4 separate regions of the Mus musculus genome follow, and regions 2, 3 and 4 are each linked to region 1. Evidence: chromatin contacts called from public Hi-C and promoter capture Hi-C data. All regions are on one chromosome and are shown on one strand. The core of a region is the stretch at or near the end of the contact, and the rest is flanking DNA. Distances in the headings are between cores, read along the strand shown. Region 1 holds the start of Ccdc182 (coiled-coil domain containing 182). Region 2 holds the start of Vezf1 (vascular endothelial zinc finger 1). Region 3 overlaps Msi2 (musashi RNA-binding protein 2). Region 4 overlaps Msi2 (musashi RNA-binding protein 2).

Region 1 (4,568 bases), core at 1,468-3,967:
GAATGCAAGGCCTGACGTGGGACTTCCTGGCTCAGGGGAACACCCAGAACTTACAGATCCAATGTGACTTGTGGCCCTGAAGGCTCAGGAGGCCACTAGGCCTTGGTGACAGCATCAGCTTTCAGTTTCCTGTGGCTCCTAGAAAAAGGGGACTATGACGTCATCTTCCCAGTGGTCCTGGGAAGCACACTGGAGCGTCATTCAGCAACACCAGAGGAACTGAGAAAATGCTCTCAGTGCTGGCCTTCCTACTTTTGTGTCACAGCAATGGCTGTGACTTTTGCCATCCCCTGTGTGAAACAAAGTGGCAGAAAATGAGAGACAGGAAGGGAGAGGCCGGAAGCGGGGGAGAGACAGCAGAGGAGGAGACCAGAAGAGACACACCATTTCGTTCTCTCTTCTACCAATCTGGGAAATATTTATTGATGGAGAACCCAACAGGCACAAGGCCCTAGTTAAATACCCCACAGACCCCAAGCTGCTCCCTTCTGCTCCCCATCCCCACCCACTCTTAGGTGGAATTCCCAGGCTGCGGTTTCTCTGAAGGCCAGTAGGTGTCAATGTGTCAGCAGAAAAGCTAGGGGTGCCTGGCATTTGAGAGCCACCTATGAACCGAAATTCCATTTCTTCTGAGTACCACTGTTTGTGGGGCAGCAGGCAGGACACTTGAGGGTAAACAGGTTAAGGGACTCAAAAATCTCTGTTTGCCAGAGTTTACCGTGCCTAAGCAGATGGTAGACCCAGGTAACAGTTATAAGAGACAGAAGGAAGAGAATTGGGGGGAAGGGGTATGGAAGGCCTCGTGGGCCCATCTCTCATGTCACAGTTGGGGGGGGCGGCTCAGCAAGGGAAGACAACTGATGTAGGGCCACACAGCAGTTCCCGACTCCAGCTTTCCTGGCTCCTAGAAAAGTAACCACTTTTTCCATTCAACATTCCTTCTCAGTAAATGGAGTTTCTTGCAATTCAGAATTTCACCTCCATTTAGCTACAACTGTCCCTGCAATATGCCCCCTTCTGATGACTACTTGAGGCCACTAGCTAGTCAATGTCTCAGAGAAGGCAGCAGCCCTTATCATGGGCCCTGTTGTGCTAGAGTTGACTTATCCAGGCTCAGGATGGTTCTTCACTTCTGGGAGAGAGCAAGTTGGGAGCTTGAAGCTAACCTTGCTGGGAGTGTTTACACGATGGAAATCGGCAGCAGCTGCCCATCAGAGAGATTTTCTCTCCCAGGGACCTGTGTACTACAGCTCTCAGAAATGCAGAGAAGAAAACAGGGTCTCTAGGGGGAAAGGTGATCTACCAGTGAGACCTTGCTTCTAAGTGGTGAAGCCTGGACTCCAGTGCGGGAAGGTGGGTGATAGGCTGCTCAGAGATAAGAGACCTAACAACAGCCTTCGAGGTCACTTGGAAGTGGCAGAGTCTAGTTTAACCCCCGGGAGCTTACTCTGTGCTGTTCCACAGTGACAAAATAAAATATCAGAGGCTGAGAGATCTACAAAACAACAAAAACATTTGTTTCCCTGTAATTCTGTAATCCCAGAAGCTGGCAAGTCTAAAATCAGGGAGCTGGTGTCTGGTGAGGACTCTCATGCTATGCCTTCCCATGTGGAAGAAAGGCAAAGGTGGCAAGAGAAACAGAAAAGGGGTCAAGCAGAGATGATTACGGTAATGAACCCCATTCTAGAGATGACACCATCCATCTGATATGCTCTGCCTTCAAAAGCCCCTCACTTCTCAACGCTGATAGGATGTCAGTTTCAACATGAGGTGGGAAGGAGACAGACATTTAAAACTTGGCACTAGATGCTGCTGTGGCTGCTGTCCCAGGAAGGGTCATTGGTAGGATAGGAGAGCAGGAACCAGTTTGAAGAGGTAATTTATCTAGCTCTAGATGGATTGGCTTCAAGGTCGGTTGTTGGGGGGGGCGTTTATGTTTGGAGTCCCAGTGGGAGGTCTGGGCAAGAGACTGCAATATACAAAGGCAGAGTTTTGGACTGAGCCACATGTGGCTAGGAACATTTGCCTCTGTTAGAGTAACCAGGCAAAACCACACGATTTACCCGTATCCACAGACTCCTATCTGCCACCATCCAGGAACGTTGGGAAACATTACTTACACTCATTCCCTAGCTCCAGAATCCGGCAAGCACCCGGGAAGTTTTAACTGAATGAATATGAACGGCTCACTTTTATCCCTCGGGCATTTCTGTGAACCACCCTTTAAGAGCACACACATTTATCACAGTAAGTCGATCACCTATGCATTCTGGCATCATCTGGCCATTGCGGGAATATGGATATGGGATGGGATTACTCCTCTAGCATCTTGCACCATCATTTCTAAGAATGCCTTTGTCCTATTGGTGAGCCCGAGGAAGCCCAGACACCAGGCCGTGAAATCAGCTGTGCTCCTTATGGGGTAGGAGACTGCTCGGTCTTGGCAGCCTGTGAACCTGACCTGGCTTGCCTTGACTTAGCCAGTTTTCTCCACTCCCTCAGATTTGCCCTCGGGGTTAAAGGAACGCTTGAACGCCAGTTCTGACTGGGTGACCGATTAATGAAAAGCCTCATTTCAGGAGACTTGGGAAGCGCAGTAAATCTGTAGGTTACCAACAATATGCAAAATAGTGAACTGGGGGTTTTCTTTCTGATTGGCTGAAGGGTCGTGATGTCACAATGAGATGGGTCCAACGACTTCAAGTGATAGTGTTTCTAGCTCCCAAATCTCTGACTCAGTTTCTTGGCTTCCTCTCTGCAGAAGGAGATAATGGAAGCCCTCTTTCAGGCAGGGTCCATTCTTATGAAGGTGAATACCTTACAGGGCAAGAAGATGGTGGAAAGCGGGCTCCAGTCTGGGGACCTTTCCCTGTCTCAGTCATGGCCCTCCTACCTCCCTCTGCCGGCCGACTTGGAGATCCTACAGCAGAAGGTGGCCGGGGTACAAAGGGAGTTGGAGGACTTCAAGGAGGAGGCACTGAAGGCCATCCGTTACTTGGAGGACGCCTTCTGCCAGATGAGTGGCGTCCTGGCACAGCAGGAGGAGCAGGCGGCGCGAGTGAAGCAGCGGCTGAGGGAGGAGGAGGACCGAGGCATCGTCCGCAACAAGGTCCTCACCTTCCTCCTGCCCCGGGAGAAGCAGCTTCGTGAACACTGCCAGCGGTTGGAGAACATGTTGGTCAGGAGCCACAACCCGCTGCGAGCCATCAGGAAGAGCCAGGCGGACTGAGCGGCCCGCGCCCGAGTGTGCGCCCGAGCTGGCGGGCAAGATTGTTTTTTAATGGAAGGACAAACGCTAAGTCCCCATTTATTCCCCTTGCCCCATTTTTATTGCTTTCCTGCTACCAAAATAACACCATGCAGAGAGGCAAAAAAGACCTCAATATGGTTTTCGGGTGAAGTTCCGTTTATCCAGCCTCGTCAAGGAAGGAGGCCCCAGACACTATGTCAGACCTGTAACCATCCCCTCGAACTGTTTCCCGTTTGTAATGGTACGGTTGCTTGGATGTAGGGGCATTTTTCTTGAGTATTCTTAAACTGGTTGTGTTGAACAGATTTAACCTTTCTTTTAATGACTCCAGGCTTTCGTGATTTATCACTTCACAATTGGTTTCCTGAGACCTGTCAGTGTGTGTTCTATACCGAGACAGGTTGGGGGCTTAGTGAGAGAGAGGGCTTGCCCGCATCCTGAACTGGACTCAGACGGCCGGCTTTGTGTAATTCCTGACCTCGCCGTTTCAGTCTGCTTGCATAGTTGGACTATTGGTCCTCTCTTTTCCTTACTGCTTTGGTTCAACTCTGCTTCCTCTCCATTTACCCCGAAGACAGGCTGCTCCGTGGGGTGAACCTTGTTAGGTTTCTGATGGTGGAACTCTCGGCTCGCCACTGCACTCAAGGTGACATCTATAAGTTCGCACAATAAAACAGTGAAACTGACACCTTTATTTGACTCTCTGAACAGTAGTTGCTAGGGTGTCTGGCCATGTATCAAACAATGCTCTCCCCCCCCCCCATTACTGCCTGCCCCCACAGGTATCTCCTGAGGGCAGGACAGCACTTTTCAAATAGTCAACTAACCAGCAAACCCCAAACACTCTCTTATGTGCTCTCTCTGTGTTAACAAATGGCTAGTGCTCCAAGCCCAGGCCCCGAGTGTGTAATCATTTACAGTCTTGCAGGCTCACAATCCCCTGAACCAATCAGACTGTTTTTGGACTGGCTCCTTCTGGGGTACTGGAACAATCACTTGCGTGTCTCGAGGCCATTAACAGTCACTGTGACTTGTGTTTACAATCAGCCCTGGGTTCACCGATTCATATATTATTTCTCCGGCCCCTCCCAAAGGCTGCCACACATCAAGTCTTTGGGGTCTGGTGGCCAGAGGCGACACTGAGCAGTTGGGTGTCTCTAGTCCAGGGTTTGCAACCTGGTGAGTGCCCTCTGACCTTCGGGTGCAGTCTTGTTCATTCTCCTCCTCTATTCAAATATTTGGGTCCCCTTGAGTCGGCCTCTGCCAAAGGACCTTGCGACCCTTGGCTAAGCACAATATCCAGCTATCAACCGTCTTC
Region 2 (4,640 bases), core at 1,629-4,128, 230 kb before region 1:
GATACAGTTGTTGGTTTGTTTGTGTAGACACTGAAAAGTTCAGAAAAAGTACTTAGTCTAAAAGTAATACCATTGATCCATTCACTGAAAGCTGATTTTAATAATGTGCTGTATGCAGCCATTTATTATCTTGACTGAACTTCAATATAAGGTCTGTGGAAACAGGACTTTGAAGGAGGACTCATTTTGTTTATGTTTTAAAATATTCTCTTAAAGGTAGATATTCCCATTCTAAGGATGAATTCTTTGATCCTGCTTGGTTTGATTATATTCCTGTACAGTTGAATTTGTTTGTTTTTGAGTACATGTTCTGAACTTGAAAACACTCTTCCTTAATGAAAAATAATATTTAAAATCATAATGTTGTTGGAACTGAGGAGATGACTGAGATGGCTCAGTGATTAAGAGTACATAGTGGGGAGGAGAGGCAGGCAGATTTCTGAGTTTGAGGCCAGCCTGGTCTACAGAGTGAGTTCCAGGACAGCCAGGGCTACCCAGAGGAACCCTGTCTCAAAAAAACCAAAAACCAAAAAAAAAAAAAAAAAAAAAAATTGTAACTCCAGCTCCAGGGGATTCAACACCATCTTCTGACCTCCTTGGGAATCTGCTTTACACACACACACACTCATACACACTCATAATTAAAAGTACAACTTAAACTTTAAAAAGATGGTTAATTTTCTTTTTAAGGCAAGATTTTGGGGGGACAATCAGGAATTCTGATTTTACCTATGGATAGAGATATAATTAGCTATTTCTCCTAAAATCTAATAACTGTTTTCACTTGACCTCTACTTCCTGTTTATGGGGAAAACACTACTGGGAGGTGCTATGAGAAAAATTGCTGGGGAAGGGGTTTCTAGATCCCAAAATAAGTATAAGAAATCCCACAGTATTAGCATAAGAATCATATTAAGTACTAGCTTTTATAATTCTGAAGCTTTATTTTGATTACAGTTTCAAAGAGCAGCTAAAGAGAAGCGGCTATACATTGGAGGAGAGAGCAAATATACATAGAGACCTTGAAGGGAATCTTCTAAGGCAGGGAAGAAGCAGAGACTTGTATCCACTGAACCAAAATACAAGCACATACTATGTCCAAGGTCAGAGCAAGAACATATTTTGTCTTGTTCCTTGGGTTTGCAACTTAGCTCTCTCCTCAGTTTACATGTATATGTAAACATATATACGCTTCCTGAAAGAAACATCAAATGAGACTGACAGACCAGGGGACATGTAGCAGTTTAGCTCAGGGATATATCAGAAACTCATTTTCTGTCCCCCTCCGTCTTAGGCTGACCAGTTCTCTGGTGGTTCCTGCTACTGATCCATCCAAACTGCTGGACTTGTCCTTCATACCCAAGGTCTTCAGGCAGTATCTAATGGGAAGTCAACTCTAAAAGGAACCAGACTGTCATTTCCTGGCCCCTTTATTCTGGTGACTGATGGAAGAGTGGGAGGGAAATATATTTGTTTAATGGTTGGAAAAACATCAAATTACCATACCTCTTCAGTTTCTATTCCCATAGAATTTTGCAACTATGGTTTTTGAATCAGTCATTCATATATATATGAATATGATATATATATATGCATACATACATACACACACATACATATATATGAAGTTGAAGATATGTCTTTTATTAAAACTGTCTGGAGGGGATAAGAGTCAGTTTGAAATATGTTGAAGTTCTGAAATAATGTGCACATCTGAGGAGTTGGTTTTATTTTTTAACATTTTATAAAAATATCATAGATGGAGCCTGCCCCCTCATTTCCCCACCACAGATTCTTTGGACTAGATATATGTTTAATAATAGCTTGTCTCTGATATTCACAGTAGCTACCTCTATGTGAGGAAAGGATAGAAAACATTCAAGACATCATATGGGCTTACGATCTACAGATTCCAACCAGTAGCAGTGGCTGACTCCTACACAGACGACTGGGAACTGCAAACAGGCTGGGGTCACCTCAGTGACATCTGACGCTGTCCAACCAGAAGTCTGACTTGTGTGTGCGTGTGCTGCAGGAATTGAAAAATGTACTAAAAGACTAAAATATTTTGCCTCTATACTTTCTCATTCGTTTTTATTGTTTGTTTTTAATCCTGGCGGGAGAGGGGTTTTTAAGTATTTCCTGTATCTGGAATGAAAGGGAAAGATGGGAAAGCGGTCCCGTCACCCAAGAATAACCCAGTAATGACATCTGAACGCGTGGGAAGTGTTTCCCTCCACAGTAGGCGCTTCTAAGGCTGTACCCTAGTGGAATTCCCTGCTCAAATTGGAAGACCACGCAAAGGGCGATGGCAAGAGCGCTGAGTGAGGGCTTAGCTGGTCAGGAATAAAAATACCCGAGGGTAGGGGACACTAGAAGCTAGCATCCTAGTTCGTAGGTGGAAGCTGTGATGTGCTTGACCGATTGAACAGCCAGGTGACCAACCGAAGCCCTGACTGCCGCTGGGGGTATGAGAGGGACGCGACGCCGCCGGGTACCAAGGCAGAGTCACGAGAGGCAGCCCAGCTGTGCCCAGCGGGCCAGCGCCAGACCCTGGCGTCCTCCATCTTCTCTCCTGCGCTCCCCCTGCTCCAGCTGCCTGAGCCACGGACCGCAGCATCACACACCCCCGCGGGGGGGGACGCCGCACCCCATCCCCGCCCCCGGCCCCACCCCAGCCCCCGCGCGGGCTCCCTGACCCCACCGCCCGCGGGCACTGGCTGAGCTCCGAGGCGGCGCGCCGGCGGCGGGGACGCCCGGAGGGGGTCGAAGCGGCTGGGGGCGGCGGCGGCCGGGCCGGGGCTCCCCCCCCGCCCGCGCTCGCCGCCGCGGTGGTGCGTCCCGGAGGTTACCGGAAGTGGCCGCGCTCGGCGCTGCCATGTTGAGGAGCCGCCGCTGCCGCTGCCGCCGCCGCCGCCGCCGCTTTGTTGTCGCCTCCTCCGCCTGAGGAGGCTCCCCGAGCGGGGGGAGTGGGGAGGAGGGGGGTCGGCCGCCGCAGCCATGGAGGCCAACTGGACCGCGTTCCTGTTCCAGGATCTGGGGGCCCCGGGGGGGTCGGGGGGCCAGGGGGGCCGGGCCGGGCTCGGGCGGGCGGGCGCTCCTCCCCTCCCGGCTCCGCTCTCCGGCCCGGCCTTAATCCCCCTTTGTTTTTCCGCCCGCCCGCTCCGGCGGAGCCCGGCCGCCGAGGTGAAAGGAGGCGGCCTCGCGGGGTGCGGGGGAGAAGCAGGCCTCGGGGTGAACCCGGGCCCCCCCAAGCACACACGCACACACACACCCTTCCCTCCCGCCCCGAAGGGGAAGGGAGGAGGCCGGCCGCTGTCACCACCCCGCGGCCCAGAGAAAGGAGGGCGCCGGGCCGCTGTGGAGCGCGGGCCGCTCGGCCACTGCGCGCCCGAGCGGGGCCGCGCGGCGCAGCGAGGGGGTCTCCGGGTCCCGCTCCGAGTACCCATCCATCTTTCGCTTGCGCTTTTCGCGTCACCTCTCTCTTTTTGTGTGTGTGTGCTTGTGTGTTGACTTTCTGACCCTCCTCCCACATCCCGCGAATAGCGGGTATCTCTGGCTTCGCCGCCACTCCCCCTTCTCGCCGCCCCCTCGGGTGGACCCGACGGGGGGTGTTGCGAGCGTGGTTCCCCTCTGCAAACTTTTCTCCGCTCCTAGCCCAAGTCCTGGGCGAGCCCTGGCAACTGGTCCCCTCGCCTCTGTCCAGCTTCTGCGGTCCCATTGAGCTTGGGGAATCCCCGAGCCGGCGGGGCCGGGCGGGGGCGGGGAGCGGCGGGGGCCGGGACTCCTGCAGGCCCGACCTTCCCCGGAGCGTGTCTCGCTAGTCTCGCTCCGCGACCCGCTCGAACGTTCGCTCCGGCCCAGTGGGCGACGGGAAGCGGAGAGGGAGCGCAAAGTCCGCTTACAAAGCCCCTAGATGAGTCACTCATAGGGAGTATGGGGGTCTTCGCTTCTTCTTTTTTTCCTTTTGCCAGAAACTTCAAAGCTAATGTTAGCGGATACTTCAGCCATACCCTTCTCCTACCACTTTAATGCGGGACCCCTGATTGGAACTTTTTCCCCCCTCTGCTTCCTTTCTGTTTGCAAATGCATTGATGAGCAGTAGAGATAAGCACATGCAGAAACTTCAGAACTGAAGGTTAGGGAGCTAGTCGTTTTTAAAATGTGTCCTTCCCGCCTCCCTCTTTGGAGTTTTCCTAAATACTTCGTGAAATTCCAAACGCGTAGCTTGGGCGCTTGAGACCTTTGGAAATGCAGAATCTTCAAAAGATTATACTCTCCGCATCTGGTCCCATCCCGGTGGAGTTAATACGGGGAATTGGAGAATTCAAAATTACCCATTGTGTAATCTGGCTTGTCCTATTAAGACATGTTTCAAATGTGAGCATTTTTATTTTAGGTAATTATTGAAATAAATGGGCTTACTAAAGTTGGAAATTCTTAAGATTTTGCAACTCCTGAACGTCCCACTTTATCATCCTTAATCTGGTATTGATTTTATTGTGCTTTGATGAGTTTGTTAAGAAAGTGATGGTCAAAAAAAAAAAAAAAAGAAAGTGATGGTCAACTTAAGAATGGATTGGCAAAGAAGTACGGAACTAGCTGGCATGAGGGTTGGTGCAAAGACGGTAAATGCTTTC
Region 3 (5,261 bases), core at 882-3,381, 240 kb after region 1:
CAGTGAAAGATTTGAAAGAGTAAAGCAGTTAGAAAAATAATTGGTTTTCTTGTTTAGTTTAAAAATCCTTTATGCTTACAGATCATAGACCTCGCACGTCTCCCTTCTTAGCGGCTTTAAAATAAGAAAAGAGCCAGAGCTGGGAGCCAAGGCAGGGACCTAAACGTCTGTCTTTCTGGCAGACTCCTCGAAGGAGACAAGGCCAGAGCTGTTCTGGATTTCAGAGCATAAAGAGGGTTCTTGACACCCACCAAGTTCTCCTTAGACAGCGACCAACTTTGTACATTATACAATGTGTACTATATAAGGTCTATTTCCGCCTCCAAGACAGAAACAAAGGGAGAGCTAGTCCTGGGCAGCCATGTTGAAGGGTCACGGAAAGCCAGTTTTCAAGGATGAAGAAATCACCAGAAGGTCATTTACAGAAACAAAACACGAAGTGGTCTGGTGTCTCTAGGAGACATGGTGAGCTATGGACTCCTCTCAGGTCACCATCTACGGTCTGGGCAGACCGTGCCAACCTCAGCTGTGCTACCCAGAACCAGCATGGAGGCGTGCAAAGTGCTCAGACCAGGCTTTGAGACCTTTGTCAGGCCACCTCATTTGTCACCAAACAAGCGTCATCTTAGGAGCCTGAGAGTCCTCACCCTTTCCCTAGGAGCCTTCCCTCTCCCACCTGTGCTAATGATAAATGGTCCCCAGCTGCAGAGATGGGGGATGCGTTTCTAAGGAACATCATGTATTGAACTCACAGCATCCTCAAGCACACACCCTCTCAACTCACCTGAAATCACACAAGGCCTCTGGTGTCAACCCATAGTCCCCTTCCCATCCTCTCAGTATGGAGCAGTTGCTAAGCTAGGAGACCAGGGCAGAAGGGAGGTGACCTTTATTGACTAGGGCCACCACCCAAAATGCCTTCATCCACCCTTCTATCTAGACATCTGTCCTTCCTTCTTTTTTTTTTTTTAAAGATTAATTTATTTTTTATTATATGTAAGTACACTGTAGCTATCTTCAGACACACCAGAAGAGGGAGTCAGATCTCGTTACGGATGGTTGTGAGCCACCATGTGGTTGCAGGGATTTGAACTCAGGACCTTCAGAAGAGCAGTCGGGTGCTCTTACCTGTTGAGCCATCTCACCAGCCCCCTGCCCTTCCTTCTACTCTTACATCAATACACTTCTCTCTTTCACTCACCCAATACTTGTGCAGGCTCTATCAACCAGCCACAATCACCTTTCCCTTGGCCAGCCATATCCTGCCTCCAGGACTTCTGGGGAATGCAGAAATGCACTCACATTTCACAGTTCTTCCTAGAGGTTGATGCCTGAAGTTTTCCATATACAGACTCCATTGCAGTCAGAGGCCTAACCACACCTCTCCCTTCTCAAGGTGAGCAGGGTGAGCCTGGTGGCCCTGTCCTAGCTGAGGAAGTTTCTAGAAGTAAATGTGCAACAGGCCCCACCCACGTCTAAGCTACCAGTGCCTTCTGCCCAGAAGGTAAGGGGTTCCTCTAAAAGGAGCGAATAGGAAGAAAAGTCACAGACAAGAGAGCAGGGACGTGGAACTCAGATGAAGGTAACAGACCTCAAGTCGGTCTGACTTAAGACAAGCATCTAAAATAGGACTTTCATTTGAAAGTTGGACCTAAATGTTGCCAACAGCAACCAAAAAAAAAAAATCAATAAAGAAAAGAGGGGATGAGAACATAGTGAAAAATGTAGGCACTTATGAGTTCAAGACCCTGTGGGACACTCCTGAATATTTTAAATATCATGGGGGGAGAGGGGGACAGTCTCCCCCTACTTTAAACCAAGCAAAGGAGTCTCTTTCTAGTGTGCAAATCCTTTGAGGCAATTCTTTAAATTATTTACCAGCTTTTTGATTATATTTTATGGATGGGGGGGTGGGGTGGGGGCATGGGGAGGGAGGTGGGAGGGAAAGAGGATCTAGGTAAGAAGTAAGTAGGAAGGGGAAAAAAAACCTGCTGCTGACATTTTCAATATCTGCCTGGAATATTTTAAAGCCTCCTGGCTGTTTGAAATCTCAGTCTCTGGCAACAATGGCCCGCTGCCTCCCGGACTTCTTTAGGTCATATTTGCATACAAAAGAGCGGCTGCTGGGAGGCCATTATGCCGCTCAGCCACAGCGGGCCTGGGAGAGGCCGGGTTACCAGCGAGTGGGAAGAACCCACAGAGACCCCATTAATTTTTCAAGAATTCTCAGGCCCTGGTCTTTTAAAGGCCAGTGGGGAGAAATTCCTGTTTGAAGCCTCCCCACAGCGGCTGCCACTAAATGTTGGGTCCAAATTGAGAAATGAAGAGTGACAGGGTCCCTTGCCCAATTAGAGAGGGACTCCTGGCCCCGATGGCCACAGAGAATAGCACCTTCGCCCAGTGTGGAGTGTGGTGCACTGGGGACAGGCTCCCCACCATGTGCACCCAAGTCTCCCTCCAAGGTCCAATTTCGAGAAATTTATTCCAGTTGTAAGCCATTAGGTGGCAATTTTTCAAATCAACCTTATGATTCCCAAAGCCATCAAAGCACTTGCTGCCTAATAGACCCTGGAAACCTTCTCCCGGCTCAGAGCTGAGCGAATGGTCTCTAAAAGCAGACCGTAATAAAGCTGTATGTTCTTCAGCCTTCTTGGAGGCTTAAAGAAACTGATGCACGGCTAAGGACACCCCAGTTTCAGGCTGCTCAGAGGGCCACAAACTTGAGAAGACTGAGGTTGTGGGGTGGGGATAGGAGTCCAGGAGGCAGCCAGGGAGGGGACCTAGCTTAACTGAGCCCAACTCAGTTCAGCTCCTCCACCGGGATGCTCTGGTAGCCTAGGTAGGCTCTGCAGCCTCTGCAAAGACAGGCCAGAGAAGGTAGCTGTCTCACACTGAGCTGCAGTCTCCTCCATGCCCATCTGCCTGTCTTCCACTGGATCTGGGGAGAGCCCAAATTCAATAAGGACAACTAGTCTTATCGTAGTAGAACACCAAAGCAGCCTCTGAGGAAACCAGGACAATGGCCCACCTCCTCACTAAAGAAAGGAGCCCAGGAGGGGGAACTGTCTCTGTGTTTTGTGTTTTGTTTCTGTGTGTGTTTGAGGCTTGGTCTCATAGCACTGGGGTTTGAACTCAGGACCTCACTCAAGCAAAGGCTCTACTCTACTGCTGAGCTACAGCCCCGCCCTGGATCTCTGCTTTTGAGACTGGTGTCTGGGATCTGTTGGCTCGTGTCCCTATAAAATGCTTCCTCTGCATCTTCGCTTAGGTTTCAGAAGCAGTCCTTCACTGTACTACGTGGAAAGACGACAGCAGCAGAACAGGCAGTAGCTTTATGTTTAAAACTATTCCTGGAGGCTCCATCAAAAAAGGGATACACTCAGGTAGTCTAAGTCAGGGCAGTGGAGACGGGGACAGTAGGGATAAAATAGAAATTGCCAGCAGGAAGCAAGGAGACACCATTTAACAAGAGGGTTCAAGACATTGTCACACTGTCATGTTAGGGACAGGATCACAGGCTCTGTCTTGCCTGACAATGGATCCCTGTTCTCTTTTACATTCACTCTTTCTCTCTCTTCCCTCCCTCCCTCTTCCCCCCACTCCCCTCTTTGCTAAGGATGAACCCCCTGTGGCCTGCTGGGGTACAAAAGAGTTCTACCACTACCAGTGAACCACAGTCCCAGCCAGCCAAGCAATGTTTTCCACTCAGAACTAAGGACTTTCTGGCAAGATCCATCATCTTCTTGTCAAGCGGAAGCCGGAGGTCCTTTGAAAGCTGCCCTCTGGACCCATATCCAGAAAGAGAAAAGAAAGAAACAGAAACACACTGGCCTACCACGAACCGCCAGGCCTTCTATGAGTGTGTACCAAGGAGCACCAGCTAGGAAGTGACATGTACCGGTGACAAATTACATCTTCCTCGTATCATTCCTCAGAGAAACACATTTAGCTATGTTTAGTCTCTCTGATCTTCTTTTTTTAGGGCATGACACTTCCAAAAGGGGGTGCACTCCTTTCATCTGCTTCCATCTGTCCAGTAACTCTGCTGTTGTATCACACCCCCATGCCTCTGCCTTCTTCCCATAGTCAACATCCTCACCTGTCATCCTTCAATAGATCAACCAAGGAAACAGGCCCATCCCAAGCCGAGAAGGTGTGTATTGACGATATCCATAGATCAGCTACACTGACCAAACTAAACACCCAGGGAGACCAAGCAAACCAATGATACCCACTGGTGCTAGTTGGGGTGGTGTCTAGATTAAGAAACCAGAAAATGACAAAGAAATAACATGGGAGTGTGGCCAGACATCCTGTGTGGGTCACAAGGAGGATGGCTAAACAGAACTCATTGAAGGCTGGAGCAACCTGGGTTTGACAAGCACGGGGGAGCTATCGATACAGGGCATTTCAGCCATGCTATCTGGACTGGGGTCAGTGACGGGACTGTAGCAAGTGGATGGCACCGTGAGACAGAAGTCACAGAGGGAAGCTAGACATGACTGGACTGTGAAGGCTAGAAGGCCAGGTGGAAGAATGTGCTAGATATTCTGACTATGATGACCAGCCAAGGAGGGAAACGGGGCACTGAGATAGTGGGACCAGAGCTCGGGACTGGTGCATGACCACTAGGCAAGGGGCAAGCTTGGCAGGGAGGAGAATGGTCTCAGAAACAGAAACTGTGAGAGGCTTAGTAGAGGCAGCTTTCTCAAAACCCCAGGAGCCTCTAACTTTACTCATACTGGAAATTCCCCAAGAGCAAAAGTCATCTTAAAACTATTGGTCCTAATCAAAGGTTCCTCCAAATCTGCCTGCCATCCCCACCACCACATCCACAATGCTGGGGGCTCCAGACTCACTCTTCCCAGATGGCAAAAGAGCCAGGGGTCCTAGCAAAGGTGGAGAACAGTCAAGGCCACCAAACCATAAGCAGGGATTGAAGTGCTCCACTCACAAGGACTAGAGTGAATTCTGAGACGCGCAGCCTAGGACCTCAGGTCGTTGCCGGAGCCCAGGGAAGGAACAACCACAGAAGAACGTGTGTTTGAAGGCGTGACATCCATCCGGAGCAGCAGAGAAAAATGTAGCATCCTGGCAATTAACAAGGAAGACAGGAACCCAAAGGCCTTTGCCACATTACAGGCTTAATGGCCCATGATGCTGTGGGGGCCAACATCCCCCTCTTGCTGAATTCCAACTTGGCTAGCTTGGCACTGTGCCTGCCTGGCTTGCCCCTAAAGAGGAGATGCTCTAAAGGATAA
Region 4 (4,507 bases), core at 1,752-4,251, 170 kb after region 1:
TGTGCCTGGGTCCTGTGGAGCTAGGTCATAGGATGCTAGGCCTCTCTGTTGTAACATGAGGATGTCGGATGCTCTGGGCAGTGAGGACGGGAGCCAGCACTTCTGGTGAGATGCTGGCCTGGCCGTGGTGACAGGGGCGAGGTGGGACCTGGAGGAAACAGCTCCTGCCTGATCTTCTTCCTCTCAGGAGCATTTAGCATGAACATCTGTCCTGAGCCCTAGCTGGAGAGCCTACTGTTTCCAGCCTTGCATCTGCATCTTGTAAAGGTCTCCACCTTCGGAGCCCAGTGGAAGTCCCTGACACTATCAGACATCTTGTTATTAACATCATAATCTTGTTCCTGAAAGCTATGTGGGAAGCATCAGTAGGGGCAAGGGAGGAAGGTAGAGATGACCACATGTGTGTGAATACCTGGTGGGTGCATCAAGAGTCAAGACACTGAGCATCCGCCAGGGCTGCCGATGTCTATCTACTCTTGGCTGAAAGTCGGCTTCCAACTCAGCAGTGGCCTCCCCTTAGGCTACCACTAATGTGCCCCCATCTACGGGCTCTCTACATCCCTCTATTCCCTCTTCCAGAGACTGCATGAGGCTCAGAGTACACCCCCAGTCCACAGCCTACCAACATCTCCCATCGGCATGCAGTGTGATAGGAAGGGGAGCCCTTGCTTATTTGCTCAGTTTACAAGTTTTGGTTTAACAGGAGAATGTCACCTGAACCAGGTGAGTGGTGCGTGGTTACAATCCTTGCATTTAGAAGGCCAAGTCAAGAGGACTGCTATAAGTTCAAGGTCAGCATGGGTTACATAATGAGATCCTGTGCGTTGTGTATGTATAAGAGAGACAAGAGACGGCAGAGAAAGAGAGACACAGAGTTGGGAAGTGGGAACATAATGCCAAGGCTGAAGCAAGAGGATCGTTAAGTTCAAGGCCCACCTAGGCAACTTAATGAGACACCCCCCACCCTAAAAATGAAATGATGGAAAAAAGATAAGGCTCACTGGTACAGTGCTTGCCTGCCATGCAGGAGGTCTTGAGTTTAATCCCTAGTGCAATACAGGGACAATGGGTATGGAGAGAAGGAGGAAAACAGAAAGGCAGAAATAAAGAGGAGAGGGGGACTTGACAGGAGGCAGAGGGCTCTGTGTGTGTGTGTGCGCGCGCGAGTGTGCACATGTGTATCAGCCTTGCAAACTGCAGCCCTGTTCTGAGCTCTCCAGCAAGAGCGAATCTGCCCTGTGTGGCTGTTCCTGCTGGGTGGAAAATTCCCACCAATGGCCAGCTAGGCTTCAGATTCGAGACAAAGAGGCAAGAAGGGTAGGAAGAAGGAACAGAGAGTTCAGCTGGGTTTTGGCCCTCGTTGAGCTGTGTTTATAGTTACTTCAGGAAAAGGCAAAAAGAGGCACACGATTCAAAAAAAATTAAAGGAAGAAAACAAACCAATTTCCTGCCCTGGGACCCCAAGAGACTTCAAACATGGCTTCCCTAGACTCCATGAGAACACAAGTATGTGGGTCACAGGCATACCCCCTGGAGCCCCATGTGGACCTGCTTTTCTCATACTAAGGACACCTGCACTTGTAGGGTTCTGAAGGTGGCTGTGACTTTACCCTCCCTAGGTTGCTGCTGTGCCCTTTGCCAGTCGATGTCCTTTGCTGCCAGCCAGACACCCAATCCCACTCTGAGCTTAGTCTAGAGGCTCCACCCTCGCCTCCAGGGCTCTCAAGATGCTCCTGGATCGGGGATCTGGGATTGGGAATTGGGGATCTGGGATTGGGGATTGGCTCCCAGTCCTGGTGGGATCTCTAGCTGGCTTAGCAGAGTTGTGTTTACCAAGTAAGGCCACTGATGGAGTGGGCCAGCAGGGTTAGCCTAACCTCCCAGATGTGGCCCTGGCCAGGTCAGAAGCTGTCCCTCCCTGCTCAGGTGTCAAGGTTTCAAACACTGAGAAGGCAAAGCCAAGCTCTTCCTGAGTCTCCTCAGTTAGAGTTTCCGCCTACTTCAAGACCACTTTTAAATTCCTCCCTCCATTCTGTAGGGCCTCCTTGTTAGCTAACCTCAAGGCCAACTGTAGGGGACTGACTCCTCCAAGCACATAAGCCCATCATGGGGGTCCAGAATTGACCAACCATCCAGTGGGATTGCTTGGTTCCTACTTAGTCTCCAGCTCACACTTAGCTAAGTGACCTAACTTCTCCGAGTATCAATCATCTTATATATATAAAAAAAGGAATGGTAGACTGTGGATATTAATTTCGGAATGTACCCAGTCTGTCTTTCTCTCTTTCTCTTGAAGATAAAGGCAGATGATTTTACAGCTGAGGAGGTGAGGCCAAAAGGAGGGCCAGGTGCTGCTCTAATGAAGCTATGGCAGTGAGGAACAATCAGAAATGGAGGCAGAATTTGATCCCTTCTCCATAGACACAATCAAGACCTAAACTGCCTACCCTGCAGTGGGCACCGCGCGAGACAACCTATTTGTGGCAAAGCAGACACCAGCTTCTTTTCTCTGACCAGAAACACCCCTAGGGTAGGAAGCAGGCACATGTAACGGGCCAAGTCTCAGGCAGAGCCATGCGCAATTAGGCACTTAATATATGCTCTGTAACAGCTCTGTCTTTGACCAAGTCCAAAGCTGGGGGGTCTCTGCGTGGGCACACACTTCCAGGGCTGGAGGGAATTATCTACCGTGAAGTCCAAACAGCATTTTAGTGGGAGATTATTTTCTTTTAAGCAACCGTAGGAAGTAGGAGAAATGAGGTGCACACACATGGATGCCTTCATGTCAACACGCTGCTCATTAGAGTGCTCTTCTTCCCCCGGGTTACACTGAAGAATCTTTTAGAAGGTCAGATGGCCGTGAGACCCAGGAAACAGAGACCGTGACTTCCTGCTGAAGTGGAGTCTGAGAGCATTTTTCTCCCTGCCAGCCCCTCATGTTCCTCTCAACTTATTGGGCCCTGGTGTTTACAGCTCACTACACCACAAATCTTTATTTCCCGTCACCCACTGGCCCAAGCTGTCCCCACTCCCCGTTTCTCCCAGACAAGTTAATAAGACGGAAGGCTCCCTAGAGGCCTGGAGCCGGCGAGCATTATCACTTGGAAGCGAGGCAGAAATCCTGACACACGGAAATGACTTCAAGCCTATTAATTACCCTTTCTTCTTTGGCAGATCTTTTGAAAGAAAGCTTGACAAATTGAAAGGAAGGCTAGGACCGCCTCTCCGCCCCAATTAGGCCCCTACTCCCACCCTGTAACACAAATCAGATTTCTGCTCTCTCTAAAAACAAAAACAAAAACGAAAACCACCAATTTCTCACACTGGTACCTACCCCAGGTCTGCCCTCTGTGGTCCACATGAGCCCCTCTTTACAGTAAAGACCTTGAAGTTGGAGACCCTCGGGAGATGAAAGAAGACTGGTGTGGACAGGGCTTTGGTCTCCCCAGGACCTTTACTGCCTGTGGAGCCCTCTGAACCCTTGGAGGAAGGATGAGACCAAGCACAGTAATAGAGATGCAGCCATGAGCCCTGGACTTGTTTTCTCTGCAACTTCGGTAACACTTCTGGGCTCTGGATGCAGTGCCCAGTGTCCAGTAATCCCCAGGACAAGCTGCAAAAGACACACCCAGGGAACTCTGGGAGCTAGAAGAAGTGAAGGGCTTGGGGAACCAAGTGAGCCCCACATTTCCCTGTTATACTGTTTTCTACACCGATAATGACTCCATTCCAAGTTTGCCTGAGATAGCCCCTTCCTTAGGTAAAACTGAGGGGCTTATTGTAATTCTAGCATAGCCATCTATCTATGAAACACCACATGGATTCCATGGGCGCTTCAAGCAGAACAATAGATTTTCTTCTTAAAATCTATTCCACCTACCAAATTTACCAATGACACCATGCCCGCAGTTGCCAAGAGTCCATAGTCTGAGCAGTAACTCCCCAATCTAGTCTATTGTAATATTTGGTCTTGTCTCTGAATTTGGATTCTAGTCCCCTCCCCCCTCCCCCCCCCCCCGGGCCTCTCTGGCCTTCCACTGGAGCTCTGCAATGGTGGCCAACAGTCCTCCCCATATCCCATCATGCACCTGGACCTTCCTGTTCAGTTAGGGCCAGTGGTGCCATTTGAGAGCAGAAACATAAGCCTGGCCCAGTTCACCTTCTTTTCATGATCTAACCTGTCCCCTTCTTTCATGTTTATTGCTCTCATCTAAGCCTCTGGCTCTCTCTCTCCCTGTGCTAACAGTATGCCAAGACCTTGCCAATTCACCTCCTTGGAATGCCTTTCCCATGATTCTCTGTCTCCCAACTCAAATGGCTCCTCCTCAAAGAGGCCACTCCCAAGCACTTCCACTCTCTCCGAGTGGAGCCGAGCCCTCACCTTTATCTGCCGCATCCTCTCCTCAGCACTTAGCAGTACCAGAAATCGTTTCTGTTTCCTCTTAGTGGCAGTAGAGGCTGAATCCAGGACCTTGTGCATGCTGGACAAGCAAGCACTATCATTGAG

What was found. Promoter capture Hi-C pulls out the DNA fragments that hold promoters and counts their contacts. Hi-C and Micro-C count contacts between places; a contact is called where the count stands out from the background.
Region 2: a promoter capture Hi-C map of stem cell-derived epiblast-like cells shows a contact between it and region 1, with 4 times the contacts expected there. The contact joins the promoter of Vezf1 here to the promoter of Ccdc182 in region 1. A contact is called at or near these places in 3 of 39 promoter capture datasets (the 3T3-L1 cell line, embryonic stem cells and stem cell-derived epiblast-like cells), 1 of 484 Hi-C or Micro-C datasets (embryonic stem cells), 1 of 115 datasets of contacts at active chromatin or transcription factors (pancreatic cancer cells) and 1 of 9 other capture datasets (adipose tissue).
Region 3: a contact with region 1 is called in a promoter capture Hi-C map of embryonic stem cells, with 2.9 times the contacts expected there. The contact joins the enhancer-like site here to the promoter of Ccdc182 in region 1. A contact is called at or near these places in 11 of 39 promoter capture datasets (the 3T3-L1 cell line, the HPC-7 cell line, cranial neural crest and 6 more), 6 of 484 Hi-C or Micro-C datasets (the C3H10T1/2 cell line, the HL-1 cell line, cerebellum and 3 more), 4 of 115 datasets of contacts at active chromatin or transcription factors (embryonic midbrain, extraembryonic endoderm stem cells, forebrain and 1 more) and 1 of 9 other capture datasets (adipose tissue).
Region 4: a contact with region 1 is called in a Hi-C map of nephron progenitors, with 2.9 times the contacts expected there. The contact joins the enhancer-like site here to the promoter of Ccdc182 in region 1. A contact is called at or near these places in 5 of 39 promoter capture datasets (the 3T3-L1 cell line, the HPC-7 cell line, cranial neural crest and 2 more), 3 of 484 Hi-C or Micro-C datasets (the HL-1 cell line, the N1E-115 cell line and nephron progenitors), 1 of 115 datasets of contacts at active chromatin or transcription factors (neural tube) and 3 of 9 other capture datasets (adipose tissue, liver and pancreatic islet).

What each region holds. Positions count from the first base shown.
Region 1 is chr11:88,291,326-88,295,893 of GRCm38.p6, forward strand. It overlaps Ccdc182 (coiled-coil domain containing 182), which reads left to right and starts at 2,718. Exons shown (of 1, transcript NM_028859.1): 1 at 2,718-3,936. The coding sequence starts at 2,771. The coding sequence ends at 3,229.
Region 2 is chr11:88,065,401-88,070,040 of GRCm38.p6, forward strand. Vezf1 (vascular endothelial zinc finger 1) reads left to right here and starts at 2,879. Exons shown (of 6, transcript NM_016686.4): 1 at 2,879-3,033. The coding sequence starts at 3,001.
Region 3 is chr11:88,532,355-88,537,615 of GRCm38.p6, forward strand. All of the region lies in intron 6 of Msi2 (musashi RNA-binding protein 2), which reads right to left. Among named protein-coding and RNA genes, the nearest start is that of 0610039H22Rik, 84 kb to the right of the region's middle. Within about 2 kb of position 2,132, at least 28 of the 459 cell types and tissues checked have an H3K27ac peak or open chromatin away from gene starts, as enhancers often do. A contact at or near this core is called in embryonic stem cells, extraembryonic endoderm stem cells and stem cell-derived epiblast-like cells, where this site is marked.
Region 4 is chr11:88,457,535-88,462,041 of GRCm38.p6, forward strand. All of the region lies in intron 7 of Msi2 (musashi RNA-binding protein 2), which reads right to left. Among named protein-coding and RNA genes, the nearest start is that of Mir378b, 110 kb to the left of the region's middle. Within about 2 kb of position 3,002, at least 29 of the 459 cell types and tissues checked have an H3K27ac peak or open chromatin away from gene starts, as enhancers often do. A contact at or near this core is called in the N1E-115 cell line and nephron progenitors, where this site is marked.